Regions from separate parts of the Mus musculus genome. Here all the other regions are linked to region 1. Evidence: chromatin contacts called from public promoter capture Hi-C and targeted proximity ligation data. All regions are on one chromosome and are shown on one strand. The core of a region is the stretch at or near the end of the contact, and the rest is flanking DNA. Distances in the headings are between cores, read along the strand shown. Region 1 holds the start of Men1 (multiple endocrine neoplasia 1). Region 2 holds the start of Tcirg1 (T cell, immune regulator 1, ATPase, H+ transporting, lysosomal V0 protein A3). Region 3 holds the start of Ppp1ca (protein phosphatase 1 catalytic subunit alpha). Region 4 holds the start of Tmem179b (transmembrane protein 179B). Region 5 holds the start of Rps6kb2 (ribosomal protein S6 kinase, polypeptide 2).

The links. Promoter capture Hi-C pulls out the DNA fragments that hold promoters and counts their contacts.
Region 2: a targeted proximity ligation map of bone marrow-derived dendritic cells shows a contact between it and region 1, with 7 times the contacts expected there. A contact is called at or near these places in 1 of 484 Hi-C or Micro-C datasets (B cells), 1 of 130 datasets of targeted methods (bone marrow-derived dendritic cells) and 1 of 9 other capture datasets (liver).
Region 3: a contact with region 1 is called in a promoter capture Hi-C map of liver, with 7 times the contacts expected there. A contact is called at or near these places in 1 of 39 promoter capture datasets (liver), 1 of 130 datasets of targeted methods (astrocytes) and 1 of 9 other capture datasets (liver).
Region 4: a promoter capture Hi-C map of cranial neural crest shows a contact between it and region 1.
Region 5: a targeted proximity ligation map of astrocytes shows a contact between it and region 1, with 4 times the contacts expected there. A contact is called at or near these places in 1 of 39 promoter capture datasets (pre-B cells), 1 of 484 Hi-C or Micro-C datasets (B cells) and 1 of 130 datasets of targeted methods (astrocytes).

The regions. Positions count from the first base shown.
Region 1 is chr19:6,333,617-6,336,626 of GRCm38.p6, reverse strand. Men1 (multiple endocrine neoplasia 1) reads right to left here and starts at 1,614. Exons shown (of 10, transcript NM_001168489.1): 1 at 1,545-1,614; 2 at 722-1,182. The coding sequence starts at 1,166.
Region 2 is chr19:3,905,765-3,908,464 of GRCm38.p6, reverse strand. It overlaps Tcirg1 (T cell, immune regulator 1, ATPase, H+ transporting, lysosomal V0 protein A3), which reads left to right and starts at 1,332. Exons shown (of 20, transcript NM_001136091.2): 1 at 1,332-1,446.
Region 3 is chr19:4,190,705-4,193,575 of GRCm38.p6, reverse strand. Ppp1ca (protein phosphatase 1 catalytic subunit alpha) reads right to left here and starts at 1,402. Exons shown (of 7, transcript NM_031868.2): 1 at 1,305-1,402; 2 at 700-831; 3 at 324-554. The coding sequence starts at 1,359. It overlaps Tbc1d10c (TBC1 domain family, member 10c), which reads left to right and starts at 2,529. Exons shown (of 10, transcript NM_178650.3): 1 at 2,529-2,557; 2 at 2,741-2,871. The coding sequence starts at 2,767.
Region 4 is chr19:8,773,048-8,775,975 of GRCm38.p6, reverse strand. Tmem179b (transmembrane protein 179B) reads left to right here and starts at 1,509. Exons shown (of 5, transcript NM_026325.3): 1 at 1,509-1,641; 2 at 2,284-2,471; 3 at 2,552-2,686; 4 at 2,870-2,928. The coding sequence starts at 1,546. It overlaps Taf6l (TATA-box binding protein associated factor 6 like), which reads left to right. Exons shown (of 12, transcript NM_146092.2): 11 at 458-586; 12 at 686-1,622. The coding sequence ends at 1,447. It also overlaps the pseudogene Gm2518.
Region 5 is chr19:4,162,114-4,165,110 of GRCm38.p6, reverse strand. Rps6kb2 (ribosomal protein S6 kinase, polypeptide 2) reads left to right here and starts at 1,728. Exons shown (of 15, transcript NM_021485.3): 1 at 1,728-1,943; 2 at 2,249-2,289; 3 at 2,388-2,508; 4 at 2,783-2,851. The coding sequence starts at 1,866. Carns1 (carnosine synthase 1) reads left to right here. Exons shown (of 10, transcript NM_134148.2): 10 at 1-787.

The DNA of each region.
Region 1 (3,010 bases), core at 365-2,864:
TCCACTATGTTCACCCTTTTATGCTCGCAGCAGCTCCCTCCCAATAACCCAACCCCAGAACCCTTCTGGATCTCAGGTCCACCCAGCCAGAAACTGCCCCTCCCTTTTCTACACCAAGTACTTCTGTTAACATAATGACTTAACCCAGTGTCTATTGTACAGCTATCAGACTGTGTCAAGGAGAGCAAGCCCATGACCCCACGAACCCCCACCCCTCCCTTCTTCATGTTCTGATTTATCTCTGCACTTTTTTCCTCAAAGCTCACAAGAGGCCTCAGATGCTTGCTCAGTACATTGCACGGAGAGCTGAAGCACTTTGTCCTTAGTCAAGCCCGTGCTTCCTTTCAAAATATTTTCAAAGGTATAATCTTAATTGTCTCAAATGTACCCACCCATTTGTCCTACCTCCCCAGTCTGCTACCACCTTCTTTCCCCATATGTTGGGCTGCCAGATCCCTCTGGCTATTCAATGGCAGGGCTGGGACTGTTGAAAGACTGGGGAGTAAAAGCTGGCACCAAATGACCAGGTTCCAGTCTCAGCCCTGTCATTCTGACATTCCCCTCTTCAGAATTCTCTTTCCACAACTGCGAAGGAGAAATAATACCTGCCCCACCACACAAGGTTTACAAGTCTCAAAAGGGCTATAAGCCATATTGTTCAGACATGAGAAGAGGTAAGACAACACTCATTTGCTCTCCTGACCACCTGTCTGACTCCAACCTGTGATGAAGCTGAAGAGGGACTGGATGTGGGCCCGGTCCTTGAAGTAGGAGCGGCTGAGGCTGTTCCATATGACATCCGAGACCTTTTTTACCAGTTCGCGACTAGAAACACCTCCCTCTCGAGGATAGAGGGAGAGGTCCACAGCGCCGCGGATCTGAGCGGTGAATCGGGCATAGAGGGCAGCAATGATGGATAGGTCGGCCACCGGGAAGTAGGTGAGGCCACCAGGAGGGTCGGGTGCGGGGCTGGGCTGGAAGGTGAGCTCCGGCACGTTGGTGGGGATGACACGGTTGACAGCCAGGAAATGCTCCACGAAGCCCAGGACCAAGGACAGGAGCACCAGGTCAGGCTCCTCTCGGCCCAGCTCTGCAGCAAACAGGCGCACCACGTCGTCGATAGAGCGCAGAGGGAACAGCGTCTTCTGGGCGGCCTTCAGCCCCATGGCGGCGGGCGGTGGCCTGCGGGCGAGCCGAGGGAGGGAGGGTCGGGCTCGGCGAGAGAGCCCCCTCCCAGGCTCGGCTAAGGCTCTACCCTCCGCCACAATTCTGCTTCGCCAGCCGCTTCGTCCTGTGCTCACGGGCGGCGGCTCGGTTTCTGAGACCCTTCAACCAAGGCTATATAGGGCCTTCTAGTTCCTTACAATTCCGGGACCCCCAGCCCCGATGAGGCTGCTCCCAAAGACCTATTGGGGACCCTCAAAGGCCGCCCCTCCAGTCCCTACAATCTCTACCCGGCCCTCTGGAGCCTGTCCAGAAGGCAAACCCAAACCAGCCTCCCACAAGTCCCAAGGAGAGTCCCGGCTTCGGTCCCCCGCGCCCACCTCCGCGCTTACATCCCACACAAGGCACCGCGGCGCCCGCCGCCTGAAGCCTGCTGGGAAATGAAGTCCCGCGCCTCCTATGGCCGCACTGCCTGCTGGGAAATGGGGAGTCCTTGCTCACCCGGCCCTCTCTAAATCTGAAAATGACAGCCAAACCCGCAATGGCTTATGGAAGAAGTAGTCCTGCTGCTCCAGGGCGGGTAAGCTGAGCTCCTCAACGATTGGTCATCTAGGATCACGCCAGAAGAAGTTCCTCCGTGACTTCTGGGAGATTGTAGTCCTAGGATTAAACTCAGGCGCAGTAGCGCCCCTGCAGTGTGTATTATGGCCAGTTTAAGATGTGAGGGAAACTGTTGCTCTAAAACACTACAAGGAGGCTGGAGACCTGGTTCAGCTGTTCAGAGCACTTGTTGCTTTTGCAAAGGACCTGGGATCAAGTTTAGGTCCCCACACCCACATTGTGGCTCACCATCTGTAACTCCACTTCCAGAGGACCCATGCTTTTCTCTGACCTCCACCAAGCTTGACTTGGTGCACACACATAAAAAGGCAGACGAAACATCCACACCTAAAAAGAATGCAAGGCTGAACACAGTACGGCGGAGGCAGAAGGATTTTGGTGAGCTCAAGGCAAGACTGGTCTATGATCCAATACCAGTCCTTGAAATTAGAGGCAAGGAACTCAGGGTGGACTTCAGAGATGACTCAGAGTTAAGAGCCCTGGCGGCTCTGGCTCAGGACCCTGCGTTCCCAGTATGTACATGTTTGCTCACAACTGGGTCTTTAGCCCCACTTTAGGAGGTCCAATGTTCTCTGCTGTCCTCTGCAGGCTCCAAGCAGGCACCTTATGCACACACATAGGTAAAATAAAATTAAGGAAAGAAAAGAAAAAAAAAATCAGGAAGTTCAAGGTCAGTTTTACCTTAGACAGGATCTTGCTTTTTAGTTCAGACTGGCCACAGACTCACAATATTCCTGCCTCAGCCTCCACCATGCTGGGATTATAGATGTTCACCACCAGTCCACATGGCACCACCCCTCCCACAAGGCTTCATGACCTCATCTTAATTCACGAAGTCTGTAATGACCCTGTTTCCAAAACGAAGTCTTTTTGTCTGAGACCAAGACCTCAATAGATGAAGCTGAGGAGATGATGTAGCAGCTGAGAGCCTTTTGTTGTACCAGTAGGAGGACCTGAGTTCAAATACCCAGAATTCACTTATACGTTTGGAATCCTAGCATTATAGGGCATGGATGGGGAATGGGGTCAGTGTGGGGGTTAAAGGGAGGAGGGTCTTGGGACTTCCTGCCTAACGACCTAGCTGCAGGTTCAGAGAGAGAGCCTGTGTAAAGGGAAGAAGACAGAGAGAGTCATAAAGAAGGATATGTGATCTTTCTGTTTTCCACATCTGAGCAGCTCCTTACACAGGTGTAAAGACACCACACACATATACAAGCAGAACCTC
Region 2 (2,700 bases), core at 83-2,582, 2.4 Mb after region 1:
CTCAGGAGGAGGCTGAGTAGGAAGGAGGCTGAGTAAATGAGTTATTCTTATCCTGAGATTGCACAGAAAAGCTTAGTGTGGCCACATGTCTGTGACCCTCTGCTGGAGGATGGAGTCAAGTGGATCCCAGAGTCCCTGGCTAGCCAAACTTAATCAAAATGGCAAGTTTCAGGTTCAGTGAGAGAGACTGGCTCAAAAACTGAGTGCAACAGGTGGCCAACTGAGGAAAATTCCTGCTGCTCACCTCAGGCCTCCATGGGTGCCTGCACGGGGAGTGTAGCCGCACACTTGCACCCAACATCCCTAAGGTCAGGGTGTCCTTTGGGGAACAGGAAGCTTGCTAGGGGGTGACAGTCACAAGGGAATGACATAGGTCCTGCTGCCTCTGAGCTGGCCTTGCCTCTGGCTACTACATCCCCTTTGCCCACTAAGTTCTCTGACTCCTCCCAAGTGTGGGTGTTATACTTGTTACCGTTTCAGACACCGCCCTCACCTCTACCCCGACCCTGTGTGGGCACACACACATTGTGTGTGTGGGGGGGGGGACGGGACTGCTGCTAGCTTGGTTCTCCTATTCTTATGTACACTTCTACTGTATTCACAACTACAGCTTTATGGCCCGTCTGTTGTCTGTTCCCCCACAGTGAAGAGCACTGGCTTGTGCCCCCTGGTACACTTGTGTGAGGGTCCTCACCAAGTCACCTCAGACCCATGTCATACCTGTTTTCTGGGGATACCTACCCACTTCGACTCAGTTTTCAGGTTGCCTTAGGCTTCCATTCTATACTCCCCCCACACATTAGAGCCCTTGTTTATTGAATGGGGCTCAAGGGTCAGCACAGCTGAGGGGCCCCTTGTCCCTCTGGTCCCCATTGGGTACAGTCCAGCCTGTCCAAAGTACAGGCAGCTGAATGGTCCTGAATCCCAGTTTCCATACCTCAAGGGCTAGGAAGGAGGTTGAGGCACTTCTGGAGTCTCCAGGCTCCTGGGTCAAGTTCCTCCGCAGAGACTGGCCCAACCAACACCCTGCTGCCAGTGGAGAGGGGCCCATAGCGTGGGCCCACCCTTACCCAGCATAGTCTGAGCTGGGTGAGGTTGGGTAGCAGCCGATCTTGCACAATAGCGAAGTAGCTTGAAGCAGATTGTACGTACTAGGAAGGTGAAGGTGGCCTATCCTTAAGGTCCTACCTGTCATCTCCCGATTATCGGGATTTTTTTGTCGGTTATCTCCCGATTCCCGGGATTAAACGATTCCGGGGCGTCCAGACACCGCCCTCACCCCCACCCCCACCCCGCGCCCGAACTCAGTGGGGGGCGGGACAGGGCGGGCAGTGGGCAGGCCGTCACAGGCCACACCCACTCCGGTATTTCGAAGCTGGAGTGAGCTGCACTGGCCGGAGGGCGGGCTCAGATCCTAAGCCGAAGTTGAGCGAAGAGTCCACCTGGGTGAGTGTCCTGCTAAACTGAGGAACCCCAGCCCTGCCTACCAACTGCTTCTTCCTCCGCCTGGACAAGGGTCCAGGCGCCCTGCCCGACTCCGGGTGGAGGCAACTCAGAGGCCACGCGACCGTGTCAGGCAGTCTGGGATGCAGGCAGGCCGCAAGGAGAAGCAGAGGATAGGTTGCTAGCTCCGGGAAACTTCAGAGCCTGAGCTCATGGAGGCCCCTGCTGCGTCTGGCTCTGAACGAGGGACCCATTCTACAGATGAGGAAACGGAAGCCATCCTACTAGGAAGTGGCCGGGCTCAAGGCAGACTCCAGCCCCTCTCCTCATCCTCCGAAGAGCAGGGTCTGGGAGAAAAGGCAGGGGTTGAAGGAAGACTAGGAAAGGGGGTGCAGGAGTAAGGCAGAACACCGGGGCCTCAGGGGAAGGCCAGATCGCGAGTGGTGTGTGTGGGTCTAGCTCGCAGATTACAGGACAGGACCTAGTAACAAAATCAAGGTATGTAATGTGGACTGTCTGCAGGGAGCATGGGGGAACTTCCGTTTGTCTTGCATGTACATGTCTAGCATCCCTTGGCTGGAGCACCCGAGTGCTGGTGGTTATGGCGCTGGGACTAGGCAGGATGTGCCAAGTCAGAGCAGCGTCCCTCTGTCTGGGACAGACCCCTCTGTGGTGTGGTTCTAGTTGGCCATGTGACCTTAGACTTCACCTTACTCCACCTGGGTTGGCCCATTTATAAATTAAGGCCAGGATAGGAGGAGTGGTGGTAGCACAAGCCTTTAATCCCAGCACTCAGGAGGCAGAGGTGGGCTGATCTCTGAGTTCAAGGCCAGTCTGATCCCCAGAGCCAGTTCCAGGACAGTCAAGGCTACACAGAGAAATCCTTTCTTGAAAAACGGACAAACAAAAAAATCGTAAGGCTGGGTTGTCCACTAGGAATTGGGGGGAAGGGGTGTTTATAGAAAGAAGTAAGATGTGGGGAGTCTGATTTTTCGTTTATCTCCTCACTCACATCTTTCCTGCCAGGGGTGGCCAATTCAATCAAAGAGGAAACAGGCCCAGAGAGGGCAAGTGACTTACCCAGTGTCACATAGCTGCTTACAATTTGGGGAGGACCCTAGAGACTTAGTCCCTGGCTCTGTGCACCCAGCCCTCCCTGCTCACCCCTGCCTGTGCAGGGCCTGGCTCTTCTGAAGCCCTTGACTACCATCTGAATTCTTTCCTTTCCCAAGCTGGGGACAGGACTGTGGTTTCCCC
Region 3 (2,871 bases), core at 153-2,652, 2.1 Mb after region 1:
CCATGATGGTGGTACCCACTCTGGTCCCATGGATGAGGCCAAACCAGGAGTGGGTCTGTTTTATTCATACAGGCATCCTAAATGTTTACTAAGGAATGTACTAGAAGGGGGTGTCATCAGGCAGGGCTGTGGCTTTAGCAAATGGGCAGCCCTGCATGTACATCCATTCACCAGGCCCCTCCTGAGCGCCAAGGACGACAGACGTGTTGCTGGGGCCCTACAGGGCTCATCATTGGGGGTCTTTTGGCACTAGACCAATGTAGGGGGCCCATGAAGAGCAGGGAATGTAGTTCTGGGCAGACAGCAACATTCAAAGCACTTACATTCATCATAGAAGCCATAAATGCGGTTGATGCTGGCACACTCATGGTTCCCACGAAGTAGAAAGAAATTCTCCGGGTATCTGATCTTATAGGCCAGCAACAGGCAGATGGTCTCCAAAGACTGCTTGCCCCGATCTACATAATCCCCCAAGAAGAGGTAGTTGCTCTCTGGAGGGAAGCCACCATACTCAAACAGCCGTAGAAGGTCATAGTACTGGCCATGGATGTCACCTGGGAACCAGAGAAAACTAGGTAGGTGCAAGATGTAAACTTGACCCCAGGGCCAGCAATAGGTTAAAGGGTGGAGGAACACGGTTAATGGGGCACGAGTAGGGGCTATTTTCAGGAAGCAAAAGGGTTCTGTGCAAGGATTTACCACAGATCTTGAGGGGCGCCTCAAGCTCCAGAAGAATGGGCTGGCTCAGGAAAATCTCCCGGGATTTGAGGCACAGACCACGGATCTCGTTCTCTGTCAGCTGCACGTTCTTCCCAGGCCGTGAGCCCTGCACTGAGTACGGAATAGGGTCTTGGGACCCTGACCTCGCAGACCGGACGAGGGTAGGTGTCGCGCCCCCCTAACAGGGGCAACTGTTGCAAGTGAGCCCCCACCCCCTCACCCCGAAACCTTTGCGTCAGGCCTTCAAAGGCAAGATCCGACCCCTTAGCCACCCGGAGGGCCTCCAGAGAAACGCCTGTGCTCAGCAGCCTGTCAGCCGAAGCTTCCTCGCTTCGGGATCCCTTCCCAGCTAGCTTCGCAGGAGCCTCACCCTGAGTCCCGGGCACTCGTGCACCCCCGGCCTCTGAGCGCGCTCCAAAGCCCAGGCGCCCGCGGGGGGGGGGGGTGCCGTGGCCATGGATCCTCACGGCCTGTCCCCGCCCAAGCGACGCTAGCCCCCGGGAGCGGCGGGCCGCCCGCGCGCCACTTCCAGACGGCGAGGGGCCCGGGCTCGGCGCGAGCGCACCTTCCCTACCCCTGCCCACCTTCCAGCAGGCGCCCGATGATGGAGTCCAGGTTGAGCTTCTCGCTGTCGGACATGGCGGCGCCGCCGCTCCGGCCCACCAGCTCCGGGCCCTCTCCTGCCTCCCGCCCTCTTACAGCCTCCTTCCGGCCTGGCTCTCCTTCCGCCCTCCCCAGCCCGCCCCCGGCCCGCCGCCCCTCCTCTTCGGTCGACCGCCCCGCCCCGCCCTGCCGCGTCCGTAGTTCCCCGCTCTCTAGCGCCTCCCCTGGACGGGAAGCTCCGCAGCCCGAGAGGGCCTCGGGCGAGCGGGCGGGGCTGGCAGGGGTGGTGAGCCGGGGTTCGGTAGGGCGGGGTTAGGTCGGCTCCACCCTGGAGGAATCGCCCTGCCGCGTTCAGATGAGTTAGGGCCGGAAGTACTGTAGGAATTGTTTTTCTCTTTCCAAGTCTCTCCCACCCCAGCCCTGCGTGGGACTGTGGTATGAGCATGTTAATCGCTGACTTCTCAAACACTAAATAAATTCCTCGAAGTGCAGAAAAAGAAACTAAGGCTTAATGATACTGAGAGTGGGCTCCAGACCTCCGGAGCCTCACATTCACCTCCATCTTTATGGCCAGACCCATGAACACCTGCTACTGAACTCTAAGCAGTGTTTTGGTCCAGGTTGCCTTGGTGCCTGCTACGTCCATTTTTTTTCCATAAGTGATGTAATACGTTGTATCTCGTTCATGTTGTAAGTCCTTTGTAGAGTACTTGGACTTGTCTAGCATGTGCAAGGCCTGAGGTTCCAGCTCCGGCTCTGGAAGGAACATTAAAGTAGGCTTGGTGTCGTAAACCTATAATTCCAGTGCCTGAAATTCCTGCACTCAGGAGTCTGGACACAGGAGGATCAGAAGTTCAGGGTCATCTCCTGTCTGGGCTACATAAGACCCTGTTCTCACACTACCCCTTCACTCTCAAAACAAAACAAAACAAAAAACCCGGGGCAGGGGGTTGGAGGGGTGGGATGACATTAAAGGATAATTATTATTGGAACCATAAATTGGTTTTACTTGGTAAAACTGAAGGTGGCCTGTCATCTTCAATTTGGGCCAGCCAGGGAATCAATACACCCAGCATCCTCTGGATGGGAGGAGGTCGTGGCTCTGGCACTAGGGCAAGCAGGAAGAACCTCACAGAGGAAGGGGGGAGTCCCCCCACCAGGGAGGGGCCCCCAGCAAGCTGCTGAGCTGAGACTGAGGAGGAAGTGAGAAGAAGAGGTGAGGTGCAGCAAGGAGGTGAGCCGGGCTGCTGGGGTAGGGGCCAGGCTTGGGGCTGGGGCTCTGCACAGAGACTTGGTCTCAGGGTCTACCCGACTCCCCAGCAAAAGAGGGGGCTTAGTCCCCTGTGACTGAGGACTGGTGGCTGGAATCCCCAGCCTGAGTCTGGCTGTTCACACTGGCTCTCTGTATGTCTTGCAGCCTGTGACACTGGGGTCCAGGGCAGAATGGCCCAGGCCCTGGGAGAGGACTTGTTATCAGAACTACAGGATGATTCTAGCTCCCTAGGGTCTGACTCAGAGCTGAGTGGGCCCAGTCCATATCGCCAGGCT
Region 4 (2,928 bases), core at 260-2,759, 2.4 Mb before region 1:
TCATGTGTAGTAGTACACTGCCTGTATAATCCCAGTTTGGGAAATGAAAGAAAGGGAATTCTCATGAATTCAAGGCCCAGTCTGGGCTCCCAGTATTGTTTTTATGTGTGTGGTCTAAACTCAGCTCTCATTTCTCTAACAAGTACACCACTTCCTTACTGATTGTATTTACTAGCAGTCTGCAAACAATTTCTGTGTCTTAATGATTTAATTATGCCTAAATAGCTCAGAGTAAATGCCAGTAATGGGGCTTTTTAATATTGCATGTATTTGTATGTTTTGATCCCTTATGCTTACCAAAAGCTTATGCATACAATAGATCCCAGAGACGTGGGATATGTCAATAAGGAAATAGAGGACTGAGCCCTGTCAAAAATTGAGTGGATCTTTTGTGGGAAAGGGCACTGAAGAGGGCATTTGGAACAAGGTTGCTTGACTGCAGTCCTTTGCATTCCAGGCAGTGGAGCGAGTCCTCTACCCACATCTGCCCACTTACTGGACAAACTTGCAGGCTGTGCTGGATGACTATTCCGTATCTAATGCCCAGGTCAAAGCGGACGGGCACAAAGTGTATGGAGCCATTCTGGTGAGTTAGCAGTCCCACCTTCTCTTTCCTGCAGGAGCTTAGCAGATTTACTTTGCCATGGCTCTTGGGCCCAGGTTCCTCTTAGCTCTCTGTTTACAGGTGGCCGTAGAACGACTATTGAAGATGAAAGCTCAGGCAGCAGAGCCCAACCGCGGTGGCCTTGGCGGGAGAGGGTACCGTCCTGCGGAGGACCTGCCTTGGGACAGCCTTCTCCTACAAGAATCTCCCCCCGGGGGCAGCTCCGAAACAGGTTTTGGGTCTGGTCTCCCGCCACCATCAGGGGTTGCGGGACCAGAGGACCCTTCTTCCTTGACCCTGGCAGACATCTACCGTGAGCTATACTCCTTCTTTGGTGACAGCTTGGCCACTCGCTTTGGCACTGGCCAGCCTGCTCCCACGGCCCCGCGACCACCCGGAGACAAGAAGGAGCCTGCGGCTGCCCCGGATTCGGTGCGGAAAATGCCGCAGCTGACTGCCAGCGCCGTGGTCAGCCCTCAGGGTGACGAAAGCCCGTGCGGTGGGACTCTCGCCACCGCCACCGCCGCCTCGGAGAGCAGGCCGCTACCGCGCGTACACCGGGCGCGGGGTGCTCCTCGTCAGCAGGGCCCCGGCGCGGGAACGCGAGACGTCTTCCAGAAGAGCCGCTTCGCGCCCCGTGGCGCCCCACACTTCCGGTTTATAATCGCAGGGCGTCAGGCCGGGCGGCGCTGCCGCGGGCGCCTCTTTCAAACTGCCTTTCCTGCCCCATATGGGCCCAGCCCCGCGTCCCGCTACGTGCAGAAGCTGCCCATGATCGGCCGTACCGGCCGCCCGGCCCGCCGCTGGGCGCTCTCCGACTACTCGCTGTACCTGCCGCTGTGAGGTTGCGGCGCCTCGGAGAATAAAGCCACACCCGGAAGTGACGTGTCTATGCTCGTGGGCGGGGCTTGGGTGGTTGTCTTCCTGGTAGCCTGGGCGCCATGGCGCTGCCCTGGTTGCAGCGAGTTGAGCTCTTGCTCTTCACTGCCGCCTTCCTGTGCGGGGCTTTGGCGGCCGCGACGCTGACCCGGACCCAGGTGCGGCTGCGGGGGCGGGCTGGCCTTGGGGTCCAGCAGGCTTGCGTAGGGGGTTGGACAGGGTGACTACACTGGACCTGGGGTTAGAACGTTCCAAAGTTGTTTCCTCTCCAGAGGAACTGGACAAGCTTCCAGTCGAGCTTCATAAGCTACTAGGGTTTTGAGACACACAGGCCGTCTCTGCATCCACCCAGTAATAGGAACATTTGTGGAAAAAAAAAAAAAACAGTGTAGCAGAGAAATCGTGATTGTTAACAAAGTATGTGAAGTGAGGAAACATACAACTGTGTACATTTGAGTCTTGCCTACTGCTGGGTAGTTTTGGTGATAGAATACTTTGAATCACTATAGGAGTCTAAAACACCTACTTTTACAGATTAGTAGAGTTTATTGTTAAGGGACACACAAAGTCAGCGTTTACTTAGAACTCCTACTCACAGAGAAGGGCAAACTTGTGATTTCCCTTAGGTTCCTTATATTTATAGCCTTTTGAATTCGGATCCTTCTGGGCCCTGAGATTTTGTTCCCAGCAGATCCATCAGTCTCCCCGTTCATCTCAACTTGTGAACTAGTCCTTACATATGACAGAAACCTACATCTCGGGTACTGAACTGAAATGGACTTAACAGCTTCTCTCCACAGGGCTCCTTTGGTGGTAACTGTCCCTTGTATGGTGTGGCTGCACTCAATGGCTCCTCTCTGGCCTTGTTAGGTCCCTCAGCCCCTTCCCTCTGCTACTTCGTGGCTGGGGCTTCAGGCATCTTGGCACTCTACTGCCTTCTGCTTCTCTTCTTCTGGGTCTACAGCAGCTGCATCGAAGACTCCCACAGGTGATTGCCCTACTGATGACAAAGGGCCGAGGTTGAGATGAGTCCCACCTCGGCCACCAAGCTTGTTTTCTCTTTCTCAGAGGTTCTATAGGGCTCCGAATTGCTTTGGCCATCTCAGCTACAGCCATCTTCCTGATCTTAGTGTCTGCCTGTATACTTCGATTTGGCACCAATTCTTTCTGCAATTCCATCATCTCCTTGAACCTTACAATTAGGTAACGGGAGAGGGAGGGAAGCCTGACAGGGACTGTCCTTCTGTAGGGGACATGTCAGTCATTTAAGTTCCTACTTTATCCCCTTCCTCTGGCCCTTATCTCTGAGGACACAGATGTGCTTAGAGCATGTCCGTCTCCTCCCCGCCCCTTCTCACAACTTGTTTCTTTAACCTTGTTTCACAGCTGCTCTGAAGCCCAGAAAACCTCATGGACACCTTCAGGAACTGCTGTGCAGTTTTACT
Region 5 (2,997 bases), core at 479-2,978, 2.2 Mb after region 1:
CTCCATCTAGCCCCAGGTACCCCCAGGACTCCAGCCTTTAAAGAACTAACAAATAGCAGCTTCTTCACTGGCACATCAGTGCCCAGCCCAGATGGGGGTGGGTGAAACCCAGGCTCCTCCTCTCTTACCCCTCCACCGCCTAGGTCCAGCTCTTCCTGTCACCTACACAAGGAGAGAACCTTCACCAGCCCCTAGCCTTGGACAAAGGCCATGAAATGGGAGATTAGCACACTAGCCTTTATGCAAAACCCAGGACAGTTGTAGAGCCTGCTGAAAATGTCTGGCCGTGCTTCACTGTGTCTGTTGGCCTGAGCAGTAGAAGCAAATGTCTGTGCTCAGCACTAGGAGTAAACATTTCCCTTCATGCTTTCAGGCAGACCCTAGTGCCCCTATGTTACAGATGAGGAAGCAGGCTCAGAGAGAGAAAAAAAAAAAAAGACTGCCTCCAAGTTCCTATTATAGTGGATGTAGACAGAATGCCAAGGCCAACCTTCTCTGTTTACTGTTTTAAACGCTCAGTTAGCCTCCAGGTCCTCTCTCCTTTCTATCTTCATTTATAGGCAGCACTCAGACTCCTAAACACCTGCCTCCCATACACCACACACGATCTCTACCAGCTTTGTTGCTTTGGCCTCTGGCATTCCTAGCTAGCTTGGCCCTGGGACTTCTGTGTACACCTTTCCTCATTTTAGGGAGCTAGCTACTCTGAAAACACCTGTCTTTGCTCAGGAGCCGAGGACAGCTCCTGAAACCTGCCTACCTAAATAAAGACTTGTTAACTAGTGAAGTATCCGGAGTCCAGTGTTTTAGCTAGTGCTCCCCTCCCAGGTTCAGTAGGTGGGGAGCTGGGAAGTGGGAGGGAGAGGTAGAAAGCACCCCATTGGCTGGGCCCCAGGGTTGACCTTTGCTACGGGCTTACCTTATATCTACATGTATGTTTGAGATTTTTTTTTCTTGAATTATAATCCTAAATCATATTCAGGCAGTAATCCCTCTGCAGACCTGGATACCCCTAAATTTTGTTCATCTGAGTTCATATCCTATACCTCAGTGGGCATCCCGTGTGCAATGGAAAAGCTATCCAGACAGACTCCAATAGAAATGGACAGGCTTCGTTTGGGATCGAACCCCAGCAGTCACTTGCCATTTGTATGGCAAGTGATTTTACCCGCTGAACCATCTCGCCAGTTCTCATCCATCCTTTCAACTATATTCTATTAAAATATCTATTCTGAACTAGGCAGCTCAAATACTCGGTATGCATACATTAGCAAAAGTCCATATTTAGGTGTGTTGAGCCCTTCAGAAAGGGAGCCTTGAAACAAAGCCCAGGCAGTCGCCCAGAAAATGTCAGACCTGCAGGGTCTGTGAGCTTCAGGGAGGTTGTATGGAGTGTCCCTAATACAGCTTACTGTCCCCTAATACAACCGAACAGACACAAGTTTTCTTTCTGGGCAGCTCACAGCACTAAGAAGGGCTGAGGAGTTGCCACTTAAACGTTCATGCATCTGTAATTCTGCCCATTAAATCTTGAACTTGCTCCAGAGTCAAAATGGGAGCCTCTGTGCGCGCGGCTCGGGGCGAGAGCTGGCCCAGGAGAAACCGACAAGGAAGATGGTCTAGTAAAGCCTATTCTATTCATAAGGCTTGCAGGATGGGAGGTCCAGATGTCTGGAACTACGACTCCCGAGAGGCTTTCCGACAGGCGCCATCTTTTCTTCCCACTCGACTTGAGAGTGGGTGAAGCTATTGCGTCAACAGAGCGAGCGGCTGCTGTCGCGGAGAAATGACGTAGGCACAGCCCGGTGCTGTCAGTCAGAGTTCTGCCTGGTCCGGGCCAAGGGTCCCGCGGGACCGGCGGGGCCATGGCGGCCGTATTTGATTTAGACTTGGAGACCGAGGAAGGGAGCGAGGGCGAGGGCGAACCGGAGTTCAGCCCTGCGGTGAGTGTTTCTCTCCGGGCGCGACTGGACCCGGGAGCCCGGCTGGTTAACCAAAACCCTGGCGCTCCCAACTCTGAGTGGTTTGTGACCCCTACAAACCCAGATCCAGCCCCAACCCCAACCCCAGCCCCAGCCCCTGGACCCAATCTTTCCTTTTCTATCCTTGGTCTCTCCTTCCCAACCTTTCCCCATCCCTGCTCCTGTCTTCTATCCTTGGTCCTCTCCCCTGGGCCAAGCAGTTGAGCCTAGGTTGGGAGGAGGTATTCTGGCACCTCCCATGGTTCTTATTACTTGGTTTCTCACAGGACGTGTGTCCCCTTGGCGAATTAAGGGCTGCTGGCCTGGAGTGAGTGAGGGTCTTGCTTGGGGGGTGGGGGTATGGAGTAGGGGTCGGGACTTGGAGTACACTAGAGCCTTTCCCTCATTAACTTATTCTGTCTTTAGGACAGTGGGACACTATGAAGAAGTAGAGCTGACAGAGAGCAGCGTGAACCTGGGTCCTGAGCGCATCGGGCCCCACTGCTTTGAGCTACTGAGTGTACTGGGCAAGGGGGGCTATGGCAAGGTACTAACATCCCTCTCTCCCTGGCGACCTCAGCTCTAGCCTGAGACAGCATACTATCCTTCACACCCAATAGGCTTGTAAATGTACGGAGTCTCTGATGGAATTCAGAGCTGGAGACCTGGGGGAAGGAAGGGCATATCCTTTCAAAATCTGATGGAGATCTTTACTGTTCCACCCTTAAGCTGAGTTTAGACCTTTTGGTCCCTTTAGGGTGGGGCAACCTTGAAGGTGGGGTGTGGTCAGAGAAGTTAATCCTGTCTCCCCTGCCCTACAGGTGTTCCAGGTGAGAAAAGTGCAAGGCACCAACTTGGGAAAAATATATGCCATGAAGGTCTTAAGGAAGGTGAGTCACTCGCTTAGCCAGCAGAGACAGAGTAGCTGCCATCCCCATCAGCCTGTGCCAGGTCTCGGGAAGACAGCCGGAAACATGATAAAGACAGTCCTTATCTTGACACTTGCTGACTTAGCATCTATTGTCATACATACGAT